Regions from separate parts of the Mus musculus genome. Here region 2 is linked to region 1. The links are chromatin contacts, called in public HiChIP or PLAC-seq maps. All regions are on one chromosome and are shown on one strand. Each heading gives the region's core, a stretch centred on a gene start, on an enhancer-like site or on the middle of the called end of the contact. The rest is flanking DNA. Distances are from core to core; before and after follow the strand shown.

Region 1 (5,916 bases), core at 3,165-5,664:
AAGATGAAGGGCTAGGGGCAAGATGTTAGCAAAAGTCTTTGTCTCCCGCCTGCAACCAGGCCAGACCAGTGTGGTCCAGCTGCTCCCAGGAGCCAGCCGGCTCACTCGCAGCCTCCCAGTGCAAACCTGGACTCAGAGCATCATCTCTTTTTTAGACCACTTATCTGTCTTGAGTGTGTTCTTCAAGCCCACCAGGACCCTGGACCCTGTCTGGGCTGATCCGAGGGCCTCATCAGAGGAGGAAGCAAGCAGGGCTTGGGTGAAGAAGCCTACTATGGTCTTTGCTCCTCCCCATCCCAGGATTACCACCATATCTTCTCCTGCAGTGCCCTGAGACATGACAGTGAAAGCCAGAGTAAACAGACATGTCCAGGTTGGGCACCTATTCGCCATGGCTGTGTTCAACTCTGAAAAGTTGTGATTGCTCCATCTGCGACCTCACTGATGGTCTACACGATGTAGTGTTCCCTTATGACTCTACTCATGGCAAATCCACAGCACAGGCCGAGAATGGGAGACTATCATCAACAGGAAGGTCACCTCCATCTTCCAGGAAGGAGAGCTTGCCAAGATGGAGTCTACTGGTGTCTTCAACTCCACGAAGAAGGCCAAAGCACACTCGCAGTGTGGAACCCAGAGGGCCATCATCTCCGGCCCCTAGGCTGATGCCCCTACGTGAACCACAGGAAGCATGATTCCTTCAGGATTGTCACACTACTTCCTAGAGCACCAAGTGCTGGGCCCCCTGGCCAATGTCACCCACGACAACCTTGGCATTACTTAGGGACTCACGACCGCATTCCACGCCATAACCTTACCCAGAAGACCGTGGATGGTTCCTCTGGGAAACCGTGAGCAGGAAGGCTATGTCCAGAACACCATCCCTGCATCCAGTGGCCGTAGAAAGGCTGTAAATCATCCCAGAACTGAGCAGGAAGTTCCCTGGCCTTCCATGTTCCCACCCCCAATACGTCTACTGCTGTGAATCTGACCCACCCGACCTGGAGGAAGTTGCCAAATCCAGGGACATCAAGAAGCTGGGGAAGGGACTCCTGAAAGGCCTTCTGGGCTATCCTGAGGACCCAGTTGCCTCCAGCTACCTTAACAGAGATACATAATCCTCTGCCTGAATTCAACACTGAGTCTGGTATTGGCTTTAGCAACCACCATGTCAAGCTCATTTCCTGGTATGACAAACTTTAGCCACTCAGCTATATTCCCAGCCTCCCACCACACCACACTTTGCTTTCTTGAAACAAGGCTTTTCTATATACCAACCCTCCTGCCTCTACCCACCAAGTACTGGGACCACTCGCATGTGCCGTCACACTTGGTCTGCGGACGTTCTCTTACTTATCCAGAATCACTCTCTCCCTGTTTTAGCCCCCTGTGCTCTCCCTCCACCTTGAACCCCATAGCCTTTACCCGGAGTCCTCTGAAGTCACAATTGCTTATTTCTAGGCCACATCCAGCTCCTCACGACAGACACTTGCTCAGCAGAGTCCCATCTATATCATACAATAAGCACCAGTGCCTGCAGTTACCTGTAGTAAGCACACCACAGAGGGTAACAGGCTCCTTCCTGGTTTTCCAAGACAGATTTGCATCCCAGGGTCTCAGATCTCCTAGAGAATGGTGGTATGGACCCGGCCAGAAAGCTGGGCTCCCGGATGCTCTGAGACAGGGCCAAGGATGCCGCTCAGAGCTGCCAAGCTCCCAAGCACAGTTCCTTCCTGTGCTAACACACCCACTCTGTCCTCCCTCCCACCACAGGAACCTGCTCAGTCCATTTGCTCAAGCCCCTCAGTGGAAGCGCAACAATATGGTCCAAGCTGTGGGCCTCTGCACTGCTTAGATACCCCCTTCCTCCATTCCATTCGGGTCTGTCCCCTGACTTCCCTATAGCACAGCCTCTAGGTGGTTCTCCACACCAAGCTCATCTCCTGGTTAGCGTTACCACTAAATATGATACACATGTATCAATATGTTGACATCTTGGTCCCTTGCATGCTTCATTTTCATTGCCACTAAACATCCAGGAGCCAAGAAGGACTATCATTGGCTGTAATGAACAGGGATACCCCTTCAAGGGCCTGGCAAGCATGAGGGTCACAAGGAGGGCTGGGAATAGGAGGCCTGGGGGCTTTACCATCTAGCACACAGGTGAGAAGATCTGCTCAGGGATCAAAGCCAGCCATGCCTTTGTCCTGGCTCTATGCCAGGATTCCAGCTGCCTCTCTCTGCTAGAAAAGTTCATGTTGCCATGCCCCCCTACCCCATCCTTCCTAGGATGCATCAGGTGCCTAGGAGGGGGAGCCTTCCTCAGCTCGCACCTCCCACAACCCAGCCCTCACGGTCACTGTCTGTTGCTCTTTCTATGACTGCCCTGAGCCTGGCTCCTCCGGGCACAGACCACAGCAGCCCCTTTTCTGTCTTAGCCCCCGCTTCCTCCCACACAGAGAACAAGGCCGGCGATTCCTTACGAGGCTGTGGGGCATCCTTTAGGATCTACTCCACTTAACCTGCTCCTCAGCACAGTTGCCACCTGGGGACCGATACTGCCATTCCTCATCTGGGGAAACTGAGGCTCGGAGAAGCTATGCCAGGCACGCAACCTGACCCACAGTCACTCAGGCCCAACAGAAACTGATGTTTCCAACTAATACGGTGCAGAAGAGACCGTAGAGCTCTGAGCCAAGTCCCCGGGGACTCCATGTCCCCGCAGACCCCAACACTGCAGCCGAACTACTTGGACTGCCAAGGCCTTGAGGCTGGTGGGGGCCAGAGATGGTCTTAAATCTAGCTCGCTGAGCATATGTCAATTGATGGGGCAATGTCCCTCCAACCCCGCAGAATGGTCAGAACCCCAGCCCAGCCTCCACTGACTGGATTCTAGAAATGACGTGACCCCCCTAAGCAAGGCAGCTTCTGCTCTCTAGATATCCAGCTATAGGACAGTAAAAGATAGGTAGAAAACATTGGGGCGACCCAGGACAGTGCCCATAGAGTAGAGGAATGGTGAGGGAAGGGCCGTGGGAAGGGGTGTTTGACAGCATTCTTGACATCTACCCATTGCATGCCGGGATTGCCCAAGTTAATACCAAAAACATCTCCAGACACTAGTGCCCACTGGGGACAGGCGGCGTCAGCTGGCTTTAGGTCAGCATGACCCCGTTCCTGTGGTCCTTGGGCCTGAGCAGGGGTGGTCAGTATAGGGTGGTTCAGATGCTGCAGGCCTCGTGGAAGTTTCCAGAATCTGTGATCAGGGCCTGAGACCCTCCAGAGCTAATGATAACAATTAGCATCCTAACAACCTATTAACTATATGGCACCTATGTCCCTGAACACTGAATGAGGTGTCAGATACAGAAACTGTGAAAGCACAGAGAGGTGGGGTGACTTGCCCAAGGTCACACAGCAATAAAGAGCAGGCAGATCTAAATGGACCCAGGCCCCTGGCCCTAAAAAGTGTAAACTTTAACACCCTCCAGGCTGCTGGCCCACCAGAGCATCTGCGGGGGTTGCAAAGGCAAAACTGAAGGTCAGGTGAACTTTGGGTTTGTCAGAGGAACCTTAGCAGGTGACACCTTCGATTTTCCAACTTAGGACTTGGTGACCCCAATCTTTCAGCAAGGCTTCAGTAAACACCTACTGTGTGTTTGATGTCCTAGCTAAGACAAGAGCAATGAATGTCACTGTGACCGTTCACAGGAACCCTGCTATTTTCTGCCAGGCCTCACTGTCTGAGATACCTCTTCCAGCCTCTTGGCCAACAAACAAGGCAAGCATTTAACAGGCAGCCAACTCTGTATCTGTTTTTTAAATGCAGATTCAGAGAGGCCAAGACAACTGTCAAGAGCACACAGCTACGGAGCAGAGATCTAGTGATAGTTCCTTTCCCCTGCTTTAACATGACCTGACTCCGAGTGGAGCCTGACTCGAGCCCCTCTCCAGAGCTACTGACATTCTGTTGTCCAAGCTCACAGGCCTATTGTACCAGCCTGCCTGTGCTGCTTTCTAAAGCCAAGGAGCCGACCCAACAGGAGTCTAGGAACCCAGAAAAAGACACCGGCACCCCTCGGGTGACCTGTTTCCCCAAGGGCGCCCCTTAGCTCCACCGATTGCAAAGTCTCAGGTCCCTACCACTTGGGCCTACCCAAGCCCAGCCTCAGGCCCCTGCGGACCCCACCCTCCTCACACAGAGATCAGAGTAAGGGAGTGACACCCAGTCACACTCCCTCCACCAAAGGCTAAAGGGTGGCCACTCACCTGGACACCCTCGAGGCTATCACAGCTCACAGGGTACGGCAGGGCCCAGCCGGAAGGCCTGGTGTCCCCAGAGCACTTTTTCTCACCAGCACCTTTCTTTGCAGCTCAGCCTATTTCCTTGATGCGAAGACAGGAAAGAGAGCCGTGTTTGAAGTTGACGTCAAAGCAACAAAATGCTGTGTGGAAGGAAAATCACAGGCCACATGCTCCTGGCGGGGCAGAGCACATTTCCGGGGTCACGCAGTACCAGCCGCAGGGTGTCGGGAACACAAGAGGAAGGTGGGGATTGTAGCAGCCAGGGATTGGGGCAAAGGCTGCTTCCCACAGTGAGCCCCCACCTGAGGGGGGCACCTGGAGTGTTGGGGGAAGGGCAAGTTCTGGAAAGGAGGGGTCCCCAATGTGTTCCTGTCCTAGATAAGGTTGCTATTACTGTGATTAACACAGTGACCAAAGCAAGTTCGGGAGGAATGGGTCTACCTGGCTTATACTTCCACAGCTAATTATCGAAGTATGTTGGAGCAGGAACTCAAACAGAGCAGGAAGCTGGAGGCAGGAACTGATGCGAAGGCCATGGAGGGCTGCTGCTTACTGGCTTGCTCAGCCTGATTTCTTCTAGAACCCACGACCACCAGCCTGGGAATGGCTCCACCCACCATCAGACGCCCACAACGCAACCTTATAGAAGCGTTTTCTCAATTGAGGTTTCCTCTCAGATAACTATAATACGTGTCAAGTTGATATAAATCTAGACAGTACAGTGCCCAATTTCTTGGAAGCATCCAGGGGCAGGCCTCTGCCGGAACCCTAGAGGCAGGCTCTAAAGCTCTAAAGCTGGGGTGAGGGAGGGGTGAGCCCACTGGGACTCCAGAGCTAGGCTGGTGTTCACCTAGAAAAAGCCACGATGGCAGGGTTATTCTACAGGAGCTCTGGGAAGAACTGGCTCTGGAGCTGGGACAAGTAGGCGGGGTCCCCCGACACTCATACACTCTAGTCCAGCCCCACAAGGGTCTACCACCTTGACCACTTCACATATCTAGATCATACTAGAAATGTGCATTGCCCCAAGGTCTCTGGGAGCCACACCAGTTACTTGAAAGCATCAGGGGCCGGGGATGGGGGTTGGGGGTGGGGGAAATGGGCGGCATTCTCCTCCTCCGAGGTGGGAATCTCCAGTGCTCAGAGAAGGGACATCTTGGTCTCAGCAAGCCACAAGCCCCTTCCTGTCCCACTTCGTGTCCAGAAGCTTGCGACTGGAAACAGTGTCATAGCTGCAGCCCGCAGTATGTCTGCTTCACTGAGGAGAGGATGCAGATCGCCACAGATAGGAGCATTGTCCCATGAGGTGGCAAGAGGGAGGCACGTCCTTTGAACTTCAGAGGGAAGGGCTACCGGATGCTAGGGAACTCAGCGCGTCTGGTGGGAGGGGGGGTGTCCAGTAAACTGTGAACTCAGAGCCTAGGAAAAAAATTGAACCTGTGCCCCAACACCTCCAGGTGTGCCTCTGAGGAGAAGCAACCTGGCCTCCTCTAGGAAACCTCCCTCTGCCTCACACTGGCCAGAGAGGCCCGAGTGCGCAGGCAGCTGAAACTAGGCAGGCCATGTTTGGCTCCATAGCTAAAGGAACATCAGACCTCAAGTGGGAAAAAT
Region 2 (6,226 bases), core at 2,455-4,954, 38 kb after region 1:
TCCTGCTGCTCCTCCTCCTGCTCCTCCTCCTGCTCCTGCTCCTCCTGCTCCTCCTCCTGCTCCTCCTCCTGCTCCTCCTCCTGCTCCTCCTCCTGCTCCTCCTCCTCCTGCTCCTCCTCATGCTCCTCCTCCTCCTGCTCCTCCTCCTGCTCCTCCTCCTGCTTCTCCTCCTGCTCCTCCTTCTGCTCCTCCTCCTGCTCCTCTTCCTCCTCCTCCTGCTCCTCCTCCTGCTCCTGCTCCTCCTCCTCCTCCTCCTCCTGCTCCTCCTCCTTCTCCTCCTCCTCCTCTCTTTTTTTTTTCCTTTGAGGCAGGGTTTCTCTATGTAGCTCTGGCTGTCCTGGCAGTATTCTTCAATGGAATGACACTGGGTATATCAACCATACTACAGAGCAGGCCTCAGGTTCAAGAGCACTTGGCCAATATGAAATGGGCAACGTGTGTGTGTGTGTGTGTGTGTGTGTGTGTGTGTGTGTGTGTGTTTGGGCTTTGTTTTTTAATTTTTTTGAGAGGAAAAGAACATGAAGTTGGGTGGGTAGAGAGTTGAGAGTTAGGATCTAGGAATAATTAGGAAAGGGAAAACAATATGATTAAAATATGTTGTATGAGAAAATATTAAAAATAAATAACACCCACATAATAACAGTCTGTCAGTATATCTAGTTTATATAAATGTTAAAGACTAAATAGATTTGAATAATTGAAGTGAGGTTTTAATTTTATATGTCAAACTTTATGCCCTTCAGAGAAAAATACTTATAAAGATTAAAAATAAGAGCTTCTACAACATTATGAACTAACCAGTACCCCGGAGCTCTTGACTCTAGCTGCATATGTATCAAAAGATGGCCTAGTCGGCCATCACTGGAAAGAGAGGCCCATTGGACTTGCAAACTTTATATGCCCCAGTACAGGGGAACGCCAGGGCCAAAAAGTGGGAGTGGGTGGGTAGGGGAGTAGGGGGGAGGGTACGGGGGACTTTTGGGATAGCATTGGAAATGTAAATGAGGAAAATACCTAATAAAAATATAAAAAAAATAATAATAAGAGCTTCTGAAAAAGAAAAGAAAGAAGACAATTCTTGCCAGCTCTGCTGACGTTTTGGCAAAGGAACAGATTCTGGGGCTCTCCAATCCTGTCAAGTGACATCTGGATCTTCACCTTTCTCAAAACCTGAGCAAGAGTTTCTTTCAGAGGGAACGATGAGGCAGCTCTGTAGGGCTGTCGGAAGTCCTAAAGCAAAGGTCTTTCCACACGCCCCAGGGTGTAAGCATGTAGGCAGGTTGGCCTGTTCCAGTCACCCAGGCTATTCTCCCCTGCTTTGAGAAGCAGAGTCCTTTCTTGGTGTTTGAATTCCACTTACTGCTTATTTTCTCAGGACTCCAACATTTAAAGGAACAGATTCTAGCCACAAGACAACAGGCTTAACTTCCCTTTGAAGGAGCAGAACAAGTTACCTCAGAGACAGCCAAGAAGTGACCTCAGAGACAGCCAAGGAGTGACCTCAGAGACAACCAACGAGTTACCTCAGAGACAGCCAAGGAGTGACCTCAGAAACAACCAAGGAGTTACCTCAGAGACAGACAAGGAGTTACCTCAGAGACAACCAAGGAGTTACCTCAGAGACAGCCAAAGTGATACCTCAGAGATGGCCAAGGAGTTACCTCAGAGACAGCCAAGGAGTGACCTCAGAGACAAGGACAAGCAGGAGACTTCTTCAAAACTTAAAGCTTTCACAGAAGGAGGTAACTTACCAAATATCTTAGTCAAGTATTCATCTTGCTTATGTGAACTTGATTCAAACTCAGAATCGCTGATGCCATTATGGTGGAGATAGGCTGTGAGAAAACAAATTTCAGCAGTGGTTAAATCTCTCCTCAAACCTAAACCTTGTCTCTTTAAAGCCCCACTCCTCTGCAAGGCACTTCTATAGGAAGAGCACATAACTGGTGCCTTAGTCTCCCTCTCATTGCTGTGAAAAAAAATTACTCTGGCAAAAGCAACTTTAGGGAGAAAAGATTTGTATTGGCTTGTGCTTCCAAAAGGATACAGTCTATTACAGTGTAGAAGACACGGAGGCAGGAGCAGGATGTTGGCTGGTAACATCGCATCCATGCTCAGCAAGCAAGGAGAGATGCATGCATGCTTTATATACTGCACTCAGTTTTTCCACCTCATACAGCCCAGCATCCCCAGTCCAGAAAATGGTCCCACCCACATCAATTGATAAAATCAAGATAACCCCTCATAGGCATGCCCAGAGGCCCATGCAAAGTTAATTCTGCAAAGTAGAGAAGTAACCATCACTGTGACTCCATGCTCACTTTGTCTGAGTGGCACAGGGCATCTACGGAGTATCTGCAAGCATCTAAAGTTTGGGCCTACAAGGTGGATCGGCAGGTCAGGGCACTTCTGGCCAAGCCTGATACGTTCAATACCTGGGACCCACATGTTGGAAGGAAAGGACCAACTCCAGACTTCCTCCTGTACACCATAGCAAATGCATGCGCGACACACAAGACAAACAAATGTGTGTGAAAATACTTTAAACAGAGCCTGAAGCTCCAGCACACAGCCTGGCAGAGACCATTTCCCACTGTGTCTTTGCAGACAATAGGCACAAGCCACTGACTGATGTGTGTGCACACACAGGCTCTCACTTGAGACTGAAACTGGTAGAAGGGCCTGAGTGGTGGGTGCCAAAAGCCAAAAGCAGGGCTGCTTTGAGCCAATAAAAATCAAAATTCTCTATTAATGAGACGTGAGGGAGCCATTAGAACAGAATACATCTAATCCTTAAGCACTCCACTGAAAGCATGCCCTATTGTATCAACTAAGGGGATAGCATAAAACTTGCCACAGAGCAAGCTAAAAAGACAATGCAACAAAAGTATTCACACGTGTGCTTTTATTGAGTGGCCTATAAAATGCGTCGGCAGGATCATTAGTTACAAAATTGCTTTACCTATAATGTAATTTCAGCACAACACATATTTCTGCTTTATTTTGCTAAGTAATGACCCACTCTCAATATTACTTAATGGAGACTGCCTTCTCTGCTATCTGCATGATTTAGGGCTCACATGCATGGGGGTGGGGGTGGGGTATGTTGCTTTGGATTGTGTGCAAGGCCAGATGTTTTCTCTTAGCCTAAGCACTCGAGTATGGGTGTGAATGGAAAAATCAGCTGTGTGGCCCTGGGCAAATAGTTTACAAAGGCTGATGCAGGATAGGGGTTAGAAGACTGTACACCCCAAGACTAGCAATTCCTGGGCAATAAACTATAAAGGGTGAGAGAGAAGGAGGTTCAAGCTGTTACCAGGAACAGCGATCCCACCCTCTGGACAACATCTGTAGTGACAGAAGCTGCCTGACCCTGCACAACAGCCACCCCCACCCCCGGATGAAACAGGCACAGTCGTTCTTTAACCACAGGCATCATAAGCCATAGAGTTTACAATGAGGGTCCCCCATCCTCTTTCTCTGCATTTCAGCTTGGCAGTGCCCCACAGCTGGTTTCGAGGCTGCCCAAGTCACAGGCCAGCACACCCACTAACCACCACACAGCCTGTGCTCGTTGAACCCATTGACATATACTTGCTTTCATTCACGTCTCTCCCCGTGATCAGTCTGCCAGCTGTTTGTGCGTCATCTAGATTGCTGGGATACACCTGCAGCACGATCTCGTCTGAAGAGAAACACACGGGGTCATTAGCACCGGATGTAAGCACAGTCTATCTTGGTCTGTATCTACCTAGCGCGTGCACAGACTCGTGAATGAATGAGAAGGCAAACTCAGCAGATGCAGGATGCTCTGCTCTAAGATGCCACCATAACTACAGAATCATGATTGCACCAGATAGTACACTGTAGCTGTCTTCAGACACACCAGAAGAAGGCTTTGGATCCCATTACAGATGGTTTTGAGCCACCATATGGTTGCTGGGAATTGAACTCAGGACTTTTGGAAGAGCAGCCAGTGCTTTTAACCACTGAGCCATCTCTCCAGCTCCTGCATTATGATTCATAACCGTAGCAGAATTACAGTTATGAAGTAGCAATGAAAATAATTTCATGGTTGGGGGGGCTCACCACATGAGAAACTGCATTAAAGCATCATTAGGAAGGGTAGAGAATTACTGGTCTAGTTCCTGGAGTCATCCTGGCCTGCCTCTGAGTCTGTTCGCAAGCTGCCCCACACACAAGCAAAATGTCTTTCTTATGTCTCTATGACTCACATCCTTTCTTCATTTGAGATATTGTCTCTTCCAGTGTTAGGTCAAGGGGCCTGTTCCCTTACAATGCTAGTCACTCTAAGAGGCTATAAAGCCCACAGCCTGAAGAAACAGTCACTTCTTTCCAATCCCTTCAAACCTCACCCTCCCCAGCTCTGCCCTGGGACAAAGAGTTAAGCTGTCTGTCACATGCTGTGTGTGGTTTTTACAGCACCTTATGAATGGTTCTACCCAATGCCTGCCTCCTCCACGCTCCTGATGTGTAGGTAAGATGCCTACCATGCACACCATCACACACAAACGTGCACGTGTACACACATGCGTGCACACTCACCCCCCCCCCACACACACACACACACATAAAGTGATGCGGAAAGCAGGTTCCTTTATGGGAGGGGTTTCTCCAAAGGCTCCTCTGGGCCTCCCCCCACCCTGTCATGATGACTATCTTTCTCTTATTTTAGCTATCCTTCTGCAGTGGTTTAAGTGAGCAGTGCCTCCCATGGGCTCGTGTGTCTGACCAGTTGGTCCTCAGTTAGTGGCACTCTTTTGGGGGGGGGGGGGAGATTATAGGACTGTTAGGAGGTACAGCCTTGGTAGAGGAAGTATATCATTGGGAACAGATTCTGATCTGTTGAAACTTCATCCCACTTTCTGTTCAATCACGTGCGACTGTGAGTGCCTGTGTGTGTGTGTGTGTGTGCATACGAGTGTGTGCAGGTGTGTGCATGTGTATGTGCGAGTGCCTTGTGTGTGTGCTTGTGTGCATTTGTGTGTGCTTGTGTGCATGTGTGTGTGCTTGTATGAATGTGTGTGCACGAGGAAGCACGTGTGTGTGTGTGTGTGTGTGTGTGCATGTGTGTGTCCCTCCTTCCTGTTTGTGAACACAAATGTGGTCAGCCAGCTCCCTATTCCTGCTGCCATGCCCTCTCTGCTATTAACTCTATTCCTCAGGAGCCATAAGCCATAGGTCCCTGAGTTTATCACAGCAGCTAACATACATTCTTACTAAACCCTGGAGGTTTTACTGGTGACACCTCTACTCCTAAGGCCCAGTTGTGCTGGATTTAATGTGCTGTACTGTTCCTTTCTAACACTGCTGAATCCGGGCTCTGTCGTGGTCTGGCAGCCCTTTCTCCTAACGATCCTCATCCCTGAATGCAATTACATGCGAACCCTTTTCATGAACTGCCACGGTATTCCGGTCGAGTCAGCCTGTCAGGCAGGGATGCCTAAAAGCTGCTCATGAGGCAAAAAGAGTTTCAAGGAAGCTCTCCTCCTGGAGTCTGGTATTATCTTAATTCTCCATTCCCGCGTTAGTCTAGTGTATGGATCCACGTGCTCTCTTTCAGTATTTTCCTATTATAAGTGCCTTTTAAGATTGAATTCTGACATAGCTAAAGCCTCAGTGTTCCAACAGTCCTAGAACATCCTTGAGGAAGATCATGGACTAGAAATTCAGTAGGAATGTTGCTAATCAGAATAGCCTCTAGTACTACACTATAAAACCTAGGGCAATCCCTTACACAGGAATTTACCATCACTAGGAAGAAAGAAGTTTCAGACCAAAGGAGAAACCAGAATAGATACTTAGAACTATAGCAAAGTTACACCCGTACACACATATTTACAATGGCCTAAGGGGAAGGTGGACTATACAATAGACTAAAATAGGAACTATGGCAAGGGCGCGTAGCCTTTGACCCTGGCTTCTAAGATTAGTGAATCTTAAGTGGAGCCCTTGTTTATCCCAGTTGTTATCAATGAATTCTATCCCAGGTGATTCCCGTTAGACCTTTTGTGTTTGCATTCCTCTGTTTTATGTAGGATTCCGGTTACCTCATTTGTACCTTGTGAATATGTCACCCAACTTCCTTATTGTCTTCTCCATAAAAAGTCTGATGCTCGATTTGAAAAATACATTCAGATTCCACATGACCTCTCCTGTGTGCGTCTGTTTGTCACTCATCCTACGCTTTGTCCACCTGCGACTA

Evidence for each region. HiChIP or PLAC-seq counts read pairs in DNA pulled down with a chosen protein or histone mark.
Region 2: an H3K27ac HiChIP or PLAC-seq map of CD8 T cells shows a contact between it and region 1, with 6 times the contacts expected there. The contact joins the enhancer-like site here to the promoter of Zap70 in region 1. A contact is called at or near these places in 3 of 39 promoter capture datasets (cranial neural crest, second pharyngeal arch cranial neural crest and stem cell-derived epiblast-like cells), 1 of 15 datasets of contacts at CTCF or cohesin (CD8 T cells), 4 of 484 Hi-C or Micro-C datasets (8-cell embryo, CD4 T cells, embryonic stem cells and 1 more), 5 of 115 datasets of contacts at active chromatin or transcription factors (CD8 T cells and embryonic stem cells) and 4 of 9 other capture datasets (adipose tissue, embryonic stem cells, liver and 1 more).

The regions. Positions count from the first base shown.
Region 1 is chr1:36,760,296-36,766,211 of GRCm38.p6, reverse strand. It overlaps Zap70 (zeta-chain (TCR) associated protein kinase), which reads right to left and starts at 4,414. Exons shown (of 13, transcript NM_009539.3): 1 at 4,270-4,414. It also overlaps the pseudogene Gm18828.
Region 2 is chr1:36,720,824-36,727,049 of GRCm38.p6, reverse strand. It overlaps 4933424G06Rik (RIKEN cDNA 4933424G06 gene), which reads right to left. Exons shown (of 9, transcript NM_001374322.1): 3 at 3,599-3,685; 4 at 1,752-1,835. It overlaps Gm33533 (a long non-coding RNA gene), which reads left to right. Exons shown (of 7, transcript XR_865346.3): 5 at 1,376-1,742. Among named protein-coding and RNA genes, the nearest start is that of 4933424G06Rik, 9.4 kb to the right of the region's middle. Within about 2 kb of position 3,704, at least 50 of the 459 cell types and tissues checked have an H3K27ac peak or open chromatin away from gene starts, as enhancers often do. A contact at or near this core is called in CD8 T cells and pancreatic islet, where this site is marked.